Linked DNA regions of Sus scrofa: regions 1 and 3 are each linked to region 2. Evidence: chromatin contacts called from public HiChIP or PLAC-seq data. All regions are on one chromosome and are shown on one strand. The core of a region is the stretch at or near the end of the contact, and the rest is flanking DNA. Distances in the headings are between cores, read along the strand shown.

Evidence for each region. HiChIP or PLAC-seq counts read pairs in DNA pulled down with a chosen protein or histone mark.
Region 1: an H3K27ac HiChIP or PLAC-seq map of alveolar macrophages shows a contact between it and region 2. The contact joins the promoter of XYLT1 here to the enhancer-like site in region 2. A contact is called at or near these places in 1 of 5 promoter capture datasets (skeletal muscle), 8 of 47 Hi-C or Micro-C datasets (embryonic fibroblasts, fetal heart ventricle, mesenteric adipose tissue and 4 more) and 2 of 2 datasets of contacts at active chromatin or transcription factors (alveolar macrophages and skeletal muscle).
Region 3: an H3K27ac HiChIP or PLAC-seq map of alveolar macrophages shows a contact between it and region 2. The contact joins two enhancer-like sites. A contact is called at or near these places in 4 of 47 Hi-C or Micro-C datasets (psoas muscle, retroperitoneal adipose tissue, skeletal muscle and 1 more) and 2 of 2 datasets of contacts at active chromatin or transcription factors (alveolar macrophages and skeletal muscle).

What each region holds. Positions count from the first base shown.
Region 1 is chr3:27,491,257-27,494,069 of Sscrofa11.1, reverse strand. It overlaps XYLT1 (xylosyltransferase 1), which reads left to right and starts at 1,441. Exons shown (of 12, transcript XM_021086555.1): 1 at 1,441-1,860. The coding sequence starts at 1,507.
Region 2 is chr3:27,295,512-27,298,211 of Sscrofa11.1, reverse strand. All of the region lies in intron 2 of XYLT1 (xylosyltransferase 1), which reads left to right. Among named protein-coding and RNA genes, the nearest start is that of XYLT1, 200 kb to the left of the region's middle. Within about 2 kb of position 1,296, at least 9 of the 83 cell types and tissues checked have an H3K27ac peak or open chromatin away from gene starts, as enhancers often do. A contact at or near this core is called in alveolar macrophages, mesenteric adipose tissue, retroperitoneal adipose tissue and 1 more, where this site is marked.
Region 3 is chr3:27,473,483-27,476,493 of Sscrofa11.1, reverse strand. All of the region lies in intron 1 of XYLT1 (xylosyltransferase 1), which reads left to right. Among named protein-coding and RNA genes, the nearest start is that of XYLT1, 18 kb to the left of the region's middle. Within about 2 kb of position 1,278, at least 3 of the 83 cell types and tissues checked have an H3K27ac peak or open chromatin away from gene starts, as enhancers often do. A contact at or near this core is called in alveolar macrophages, where this site is marked.

The sequences.
Region 1 (2,813 bases), core at 192-2,691, 200 kb before region 2:
CTCACCCTGAGTCTCCGATGCATAAGCTGAGGATTTGATCTGCTATTGTATTCTGAGTGTTATGTCCTGTCTGGGACACCTACTCCCTCTATCAGCTCACCATGTGCTCAGGGCTGCTGGGCAAGAGGACACTGGGAGGGAAAGACTAGAAAGACTGAGTCAGAGAAGGCTGGTGATGAAATTTGAGTCCGTTGGGGTTGCCAGCTTAAACCCTCATTGAGAGAGGAAGCTCAGGCCCAGGGAGGAGTTCTCCCTGCTCAAGGTCACCGGACAGTCCAGTCCAGTCCAGCCTCCAGTTTAGGAGGCAAGACCAGTTCTCCCAGGAGCTGAGCCCTTTGCGGGCAGGCAGGCAGGCTTCAGGTCGGAGGTGAAGCAGGACCTAGTGGAAGACTGGGGCAAGACTTTGGGGCTTGCAGCATGTGAAGGATGAGAAACTCCACTGGGTCTCTCCCTTTTCCCACTAGGGCACGTGCTCGCCAACTGGATTTGGAAGTCTCCTGACCCGTTTGTCCTCAGGGATCAAAGAAATGACTCAATGAAGCACTTAGGACATCATTGGCACTAGGGGGTGGGGTATGATTCAGGAGTCATCACTCACGGATTCTTATTTGTGGCCTCCTCCCTGCCCCTTCAAGCCAGGGATCTCGGGATTCAGGGATCCACCGCTTGAGACCCTTCCCTGGCTCTGACACTCCAGACACTTTTTTCGCGTCTCCACCTGCCAAGCAGTCTCTGTGCCCAAAGAAGACACCTGGACCGCAACTCCGGGGCGGGGAGGCGGCTCCACTCAGCTGCCTCGTGCTTGCCTCCCACATGGAAGGCAGGATCTCAGGACCCCTGGAGCTTCCGACCTCCCCTTGATCCTGCGCGGGCCCACCCTCACCCGAAGCTCCTCAGGCTTTTCTGCCCCTGCCCGGCCTTCTCTGCTGCGGGGACTGTCCCCCTCTCCCCCACCCACTCCGGCTCGCGTCCGGGCGGGTGTCGGTCCCCTCCGCTCGCCCCCACCCCCTTCCTCTCCCTCCTGCTTTTTCCTCCGTCGCTCCGCCCCCACGCCCCGCCCCTCTCCGCCGGGGCCCGCGTCCCCCCAGCCCATTCCCCATCCCGCGAGACCCCCTCCCTCAGAAGGGGGTGTGGGGAGGGGGAGCCCCGCGGCCTAGGCCCCCGCCCTCCCCGCGCGCCCCGCCCGAGCGCGCGCGCCCGCCGCCCCCCTCCGCGGCCTCCGGCTCCCCGCCTCCCCGCCTTCCCCTCCTCCTGGTGACGTCCGGGTCCCTGCCCGTCTGAAAACTCCGCGCCGCGGCGGTGGAGGCGGCGGCGGCGGCGGCGGCGGCAGCGGCGGCGGCGGCGGCGGCGGCGGAGGAGGAGCACCGGCGAGCCGAGGAGGCGGCGGCGGCGGCGGCCCGAGCGGGAGCCCAAGCGGCAGCGGCGGCCGCGGGAGCCGCGGGGAGCGCGGGGGCGGCCCGGAGCGCCCGGGGTCCCCGCGCCCCGCTCGCCCGCCGCGCTCCGAAGATGGTGGCGGCGCCGTGCGCCCGGAGGCTGGCCCGGCGTTCGCACTCGGCGCTGCTCGCGGCGCTCACCGTGCTGCTACTGCAGACGCTGGTCGTGTGGAATTTCAGCAGCCTAGACTCCGGGGCCGGGGAGCGCCGCGGGGGCGCAGCGGCTGGCGGCGCGGAGCAGCCGCCCCCGGCCCCGGCCCCGCGCCGAGAGCGCCGGGACCTGCCCGCCGAGCCAGCTGCAGCCCGAGGAGGAGGAGGCGGCGGCGGCGGAGGACGGGGGCCCCCGGCGCGGGCGCGGGGAGGCGGCCCCGGAGCACCCCGCGTGCAGCAGCTGGCCAGCCGGGGGGCACTGGCCTCGCGGGCGCTGGTAAGATGCCCTTTGGGCTCGCGTCCCGGAGGGAAGGAGGGAGATAGGCGGTTGCGACCCCGCGCCCCCCAGCCCTTGAACCTCGCTCAGGAGACTGGGACTCCCCAAGCCTTCTGGCTCCACATCGCTTTCCCCTGGAAACCAGGATGGGGGTCCCAGCTCAGGCTCACGGGCCGAGGGCTGCCCCCTTGGGGTCTGGGGAAGTTATCTCCGGAGGAGGTGCTTTGGGGGGTTACCAGAGCCTGGCTGGGTTCCTGTCTCCCGTCACTCTCCCTCGGCGCCCCGACTTGCTCTGTGCATATGGGTGTTGGTGCCTCCCTCCCGGTCTGAGAGAGTGGCCGTGCCCGGGACCTTCAGCCGCTGCCTGGGCGGTGGTGCTCACTGCATCGCTTGGGTTTTGGCCGAGCTGGGATGTATACCCCTCGGTCCTCTGCTTGCTGCCTAGTTGTCTTTGCCTGGCCTGAGAGGAGGTCCGAGATCAGTGCCCCAAGTCCTCAGTCGTGCCCTGGAATCCAGATTCAGTTTTGGGTGCCTGGTCTTACTCTGGGTCTCCTGTCTAACATCCCTGGATGCCTGAGACGCATGTCTGCCTCTTCCACGTCTAACCTTGCCCTCTCCTCCGCCCTCTCTGACTTTCCTCGCCCTGCGCTCCGGTGTCAGGGCATGGCCGCAATCTGGGTGTTTGTGTCTGGCCCTCTGTCTTGAGTATGGCTAATTCCTGTCACCAGCTGTGTGGCCGATCACAGCATCACGACTTAAGCTCCTGTGGGTTTACTTTGCCCTCCTTGGGTGTGAACAGCACAGACTCTGAAACTGTGCCTTCCGCAGATCTTCTGGGGCCATCTGAGTGGCTTCCTTCCCTGTCCCCAACTTCTCCAGGGTGCCTTTCACACCTTCTGTGGGCCTGGCTTAGCCCACTCTGCTCGGAGCTCGCAGGGTACGTCCCCAGTCTC
Region 2 (2,700 bases), core at 47-2,546:
GGGTTGGGGGGGAATGGAGAATTTTTTTTTTTTTTTTGTCTTTTTACAGCCACACCTGTGGCAATGGAAGTTCCCAGGATAGGGGTTGCATAGGAGCTGCAGCTGCCAGCCTACACCGCAGCTCATGGCAATGCCAGATGCGAGCCGTATCTGCAACCTATGTCACAGCTCACAGCAACGCCAGATCCTTAACCCACTGAGGGAGGCCAGGGATCGAATCTGCATCCTCACAGACATTATGTCGGGTTCTTAACCCACTGAGCCACAACAGGGACTCCATAGAAGTGGGGAATTTTTAATCGACGAGCATAAAGTCTCCATTCTGCAGGATGATTACCTTCTGGACCTCTTCTGTACAACATCGCACCTGTAGGTAGCTATGATACTGTATTGTGCACTTAAAGTTTGTTAAGGAGTTCCCTTGTGGTACCACAGATTAAGGATCTGGCGTGGTCAGTGCTGTGGCACAGGTTTGATCCCTGGCCCAGGAACTTCCATATGCTGAGGGGACAGCCGAAAAAATAGAGAGAGAGAGAGTTTGTGAAGAGGGTATAGAGCTCATGTTAAGTGTTCTTACCTCAATAAAATAAAATGTACCAAAGAGAAAGAAAACTCGGGGAGGGGAGTTCCTGTTGTGGCTCAGTGGGTTAAGAACCTAAGATCCATGAGGATATGGGGTTGATCCCTGGCCTCGCTCAGTGGGTTAAGGATCTGGCATTGCCATGAGCTGTGGCGTAGGTCGCAGATATGGCTCGGATCCCACATGGCTGTGGCTGTGGCTGTGGTGTAGGCTGGCAGCTACAGCTTCGATTTGACCCCTAGCTTGGGAACCTCCATATACTGCATGTATGGCCCTAAAAAGAAGAAAGAAAAAAAGAAAAGAAAAGAAAACTCCTGGAGAAAGGGGTAGAAGAACTCATCAGCTGCTGGAGAAAACAGCCCCAACTCAGCAGGACAAGTGCTCTCGGGCCTCTGAGTGATGCCCAATTCTTACTGACTCTGACTTTTCTGGAAGCTGTCTCACATGTGGGCGCTCGTCATTCCAGAAGACAAAGTATTTCCCTTCCCTCTTCTACGTGAATCCTTTGATTTCCCGTGGGAGCTGAGTGGCATCTGGGGCTGGGCACTTGGCCAGGGGCCCTAGCGAGCTCACCATCCCCGAGGTGGGGGCGTCTCTGTGTAGACGACGCTTGTTAATCAGGCGGCGTGTTGGAATTGATACGATGGCGCCTGGTCCTGATAGCACAAATCAGCCAGAGGAACGGGCCATTCTCTGACGGCCAGATGAGTGTCGTTGATTGCAGCGTTTCCTGTGTCTGGTTTTGCTTGGAGAAGTTCTGCCAGAAAGTGGTGAAGAACATGCCTTTCTGAAACCAGTGGTTTATGGAGGTTTTCTGTTCTGGGGACAGACTGGTCAGTTCACAAGAAAAGAGAACAACCCAAGAATCGTACTTAGGACGTGTCTGATGAAAGGACGTGGATGGCTACGAGGGCAGAGGCCCTTCTGCTCACTCTCCGCCTCTCAATAACTTCTTGCAAACGGGCTTAGGAACAGCATTTAAATTCATGTTCTCAGGCAAGCAGGAGTCATCCAGCTGATTTTCCGACTGTTAGAGGCACACGATAATAATAATAAATTGACTCCTGTACCTTAGGACAGCTGGGAGGAAGGAGGCAGGTCAGGCAGGCTCCTATATTAATCAGGATGAGCTTGACCATGCTACTATGACAAAGATGCCCCAGACCTCGGTGACAGAAAGCAAGAGGTTTATTCTGCCCGTGTCTGTGGTTTCTCTTCCACCCCGGCCTCACTTGGGGATGCAAGGCCTTCACCGTCAGGAGGGTGGCTGGCTGCTTCGGGGGAAGGAGGGATGTGTCCGACCAGGTCCCGGCCCCGGGCGCTTGTCTTGGCCGCAGCAAGTTGCTCAGCTGTGCCTAATTTTCAGGGAATGGAAAGTACAGTCGTGTCATGTGCTTGGAAGGAAGAGAACTGGAATCTCTGTCAAGAGCTTGATTGAATGCCATCCCCTCACTCGGCTCCGTCCCAACCTAGGCTACTCCAAGCAAAGAGAGAGATACCACACCCCCTCGCCCGTGGAGAAGGGGGGGCTAAAGGCTTCTCCGTTGACTTCTCAGCAAGTTTTATTAATTTAGCTTTACAGGGCCACACCCAAGGCAGATGGAAGTTCCCAGGCTAGGGGTCGAGTCAGAGCTACAGCTACAACTGCCCACCTACGCCAGAGCCACAGCAACGCAGGATCCGAGCCTCATCTGCGACCTACACCACAGCTCACGGCAACGCTGGATTCTTAACCCACTGAGGGCAGGGATCGAACCCGAGTTCTCATGGGTACTAGTCAGATTCATTGCCACTGCGCCACAATGACAAGTCCTACAGCAAGTTTTAGAATCAGGCAGGTGCAAGTCCACGGCCTCCCCTAGATGACATTGGGCAAAGCACTGAACATCCCCAAGCTTTTCCCCCTCTTTTGTAAGATGGGGAACTAATAGTCCTTGCCTTGAAAGTTGTTTCGAAAGGTTAAAGGAGATATAAGGGCAAGAATGAAAGCAGTACCTCCTTACGGGCTGATCGTCAGTGTCCAGTGAGTCATCATTTGCATATCATGCCTGGCAAACAGCGAGTGCTCAGAAAATTTGCCTGAAAGGCTGCTTGGGGAGTCTTCAAGGGCCTCTGGACAA
Region 3 (3,011 bases), core at 29-2,528, 180 kb before region 2:
AGGGAAGACTTCAGCAGTTGCTTTAGCAGTTCTTTTGGAAGACAGTTGGATTCAATGGTGATGGCATTAGTGGAATCAGAAACCCTGTCTCAGCTCAAATGGAATAGTATATCTGACTCAGTCTTGGGCAGTCTCAGTTTTATTCTTTAAAAAGGGGATGCAGGAGTTCCTGTCGAGATGCAGTGGTTAACGAATCCGACTAGGAACCATGAGGTTGCGGGTTCGGTCCCTGCCCTTGCTCAGTGGGTTAAGGATGCGGCATTGCCGTGAGCTGTGGTGTAGGTTACAGATGCGACTCGGATCCCGTGTTGCTGTGGCTCTGGCGTAGGCCGGAGGCTACAGCTCCGATTTGACCCCTAGCCTGGGAACCTCCATGTGCCGTGGGAGTGGCCCAAGAGATAGCAGAAAGACAAAAATAAATAAATAAATAAATAAAAATAAAAAAATAAAATGGGGATGCAGAGCAATGCCATTTTGGGTATGATTCCTGGGTATGGAATTTCCAGATCAGAGAAATCTAATACTTAAATTCTGGTAGCCCCCCTCCCCACCCCACCCCCCCTAATAGTTTATTTACTTTCTTTGGATGTTATTTTCAAAAAGATAAAACTTTTTTGGTAAGCTTTCTGTGAAACTCTTCACAGAGAGATGTGTGTATGTGTGTGTGTTTATTCTAAGAGATGGCCTTTTCTTTTTAAAGGCTTTTTTTTAAAGATATTCTAAGATGCCCTAATTAAAATTGGTAATTAATTTGTCTCAAAACAAACCTAATGTACTTCAGAAGTAGAAACCTAATAGGCCTCATTCATAAAATAGTAAGATATATTAAAAATTAGCTTCTAAAAGGCTATTGCTTAAAACATTTAAACAAATCACCAAAACTCTTCTAAATAACTCTTAAATCAAAAGAGAAATCAAACATGGAATTTCAGATTGTAGGGTGATTAATGAAAATGAGATTATCTCAAATCAAAACCCATGGGATGAGGCTAAAACTGTGCCCAGAGGAAAATTAATAGCCTATTTTAGAAATACTTTAGCTTTGGACATTAAATATAAAAGATGAAATGATTGAGTTAAAACTCCAATTTTTATTTCAAAAGGTCGTTGAGAACAACAAAGTATGTAGGAAAGGGACTAAGTAGAAATAAAAGCAGAAATTCATGAAACAGGACACAAACACAATAGCAGTTGTTCAACAAGATCCTCTAAGTACTCCACAGCACGTGATGTTAATCTAGTTCCTCCTAGGGTTAGAATCTGTGACTAGCTGCATGTTCCTAACTCCCATTGTTTGTTCAGTGCTTCTTTTGTGGCTACTGAGTGAAGGAAGTGGTAGGTAGCAGGAGGAGCCCCTGAAGTTTCATATGATTTAGGTTGGGTAAGTGGGTCAGGGGAAGTTATCACTTAGCCTGCCCACATCAAGGTAGAGCAAATCTTCTGTGCTTTTGTCCTATTGACCAACTTCCTCTTGCCTTTGAGAATAATTTGGGGAGTTCTCATTGTGGCTCAGTGGTAACCATGAGGTCGTGGGTTCGATCCCTGGCCTCTCTCAATGGGTTAAGGATCTGGTGTTTCCGTGAGCTGTGGTGTAGGTGGAAGATGCTGCTCGGATATGGCTTTGCTGTGGCTGTGGTGGAGGCTGGAAGCTGTGGCTCCAAATCGACCCCTAGCCTGGGAACCTCCATATGCTGCAGGTGCGGCCCTACGAAAAACAACAAATAATTTGGCCGGCGGGGTGTTTTGTTGTCCTGTGTAATACATTGACACTCGTGCAGGTTTGCAAAGAGCCTGGCCCGTCAGCTCTGATGCCTTCCTGGTTCTTGTAAAGCCGGCATTCTCCTGGGCCTAGAGTTGGGCTGGGGACTGGAGGGTGGCCCTTGGGGAACTGGGAAAGGGGCTTCTACCTTGCTAAGCACAGGGCTACTCTCTGGGAGGAATGGGACGCTAACCTCGTGGGCCGGGGATCGGTTTTGACGTGCTCCAAGCAGCATGCATTGCTGATCTGCCATGCATCCTGTGCTGGAAGGATTGCATGCCTGCATTGCTGTAGCTTTATCCAGGCCGTTCACAGACACTTCACTTGCAGTCTTACTGGGGACCTGCTGTGTACCAGGCACTGTGCTAGGAGCAGCGGACAAAACAGTGTCCCAGCCCCGCCTGTAGCTCCCGTCCTGGGAGGACGTGAGCATGTGTAGAGGGGGTCGTCAGGACAGGCTTTTCTGACAAGTGGACATTTAGGCTACAGTGAATAGAAGGGGATTAGGCAGGGATTGGAGGAAGAGGGGGACAGTGTGACCGACAGGATGAAGGGCATAGAACGTCAGCTGGGGAGGGACAAGAGCCGGGGCCGCTGTAAAGCGCTCTCCTGTGTAAGGGGCCCTGCAACCCCTTCAGCGTATTCATCAGCCCCGTTTGCCTAAAGCCTGAAATGTTGACTGGCGTAGACGTTACATGATGTGGAGGGGGACCTGGACAGACAAAAACAGTTTCCTGTTGCTTGTCCAAAACCGTTCTGCCTCCGATGGTCTTTTTTTTTTTTTGTCTTTTTGTCTTTTGTTGTTGTCGTTGTTGCTATTTCTTGGGCCGCTCCCGCGGCACATGGAGGTTCCCAGGCTAGGGGTCGAATCGGAGTTGTAGCCACCGGCCTACGCCAGAGCCACAGCAACGCGGGATCCGAGCCGCGTCTGCAACCTACACCACAGCTCACGGCAACGCCGGATCCTTAACCCACTGAGCAAGGGCAGGGACCGAACCCGCAACCTCATGGTTCCTAGTCGGATTCGTTAACCACTGCGCCACGACGGGAACTCCCGATGGTCTTTTTTTTTTTTTTTTTTTTTTTTTCCCAGAGCTTCTCTGCCTTTATTGCCGCTCCATTTCCAACAGGAAACTCTCCCGCCTTTGCAGGGGCCTCTCGGATCCCTGCTGACCCTTCAGAACAATGTCCCCAACTGGGAACTGGTCTCTGCCTTCATCTCCATATCAAAACTCACCTGTCCTGCATCCCA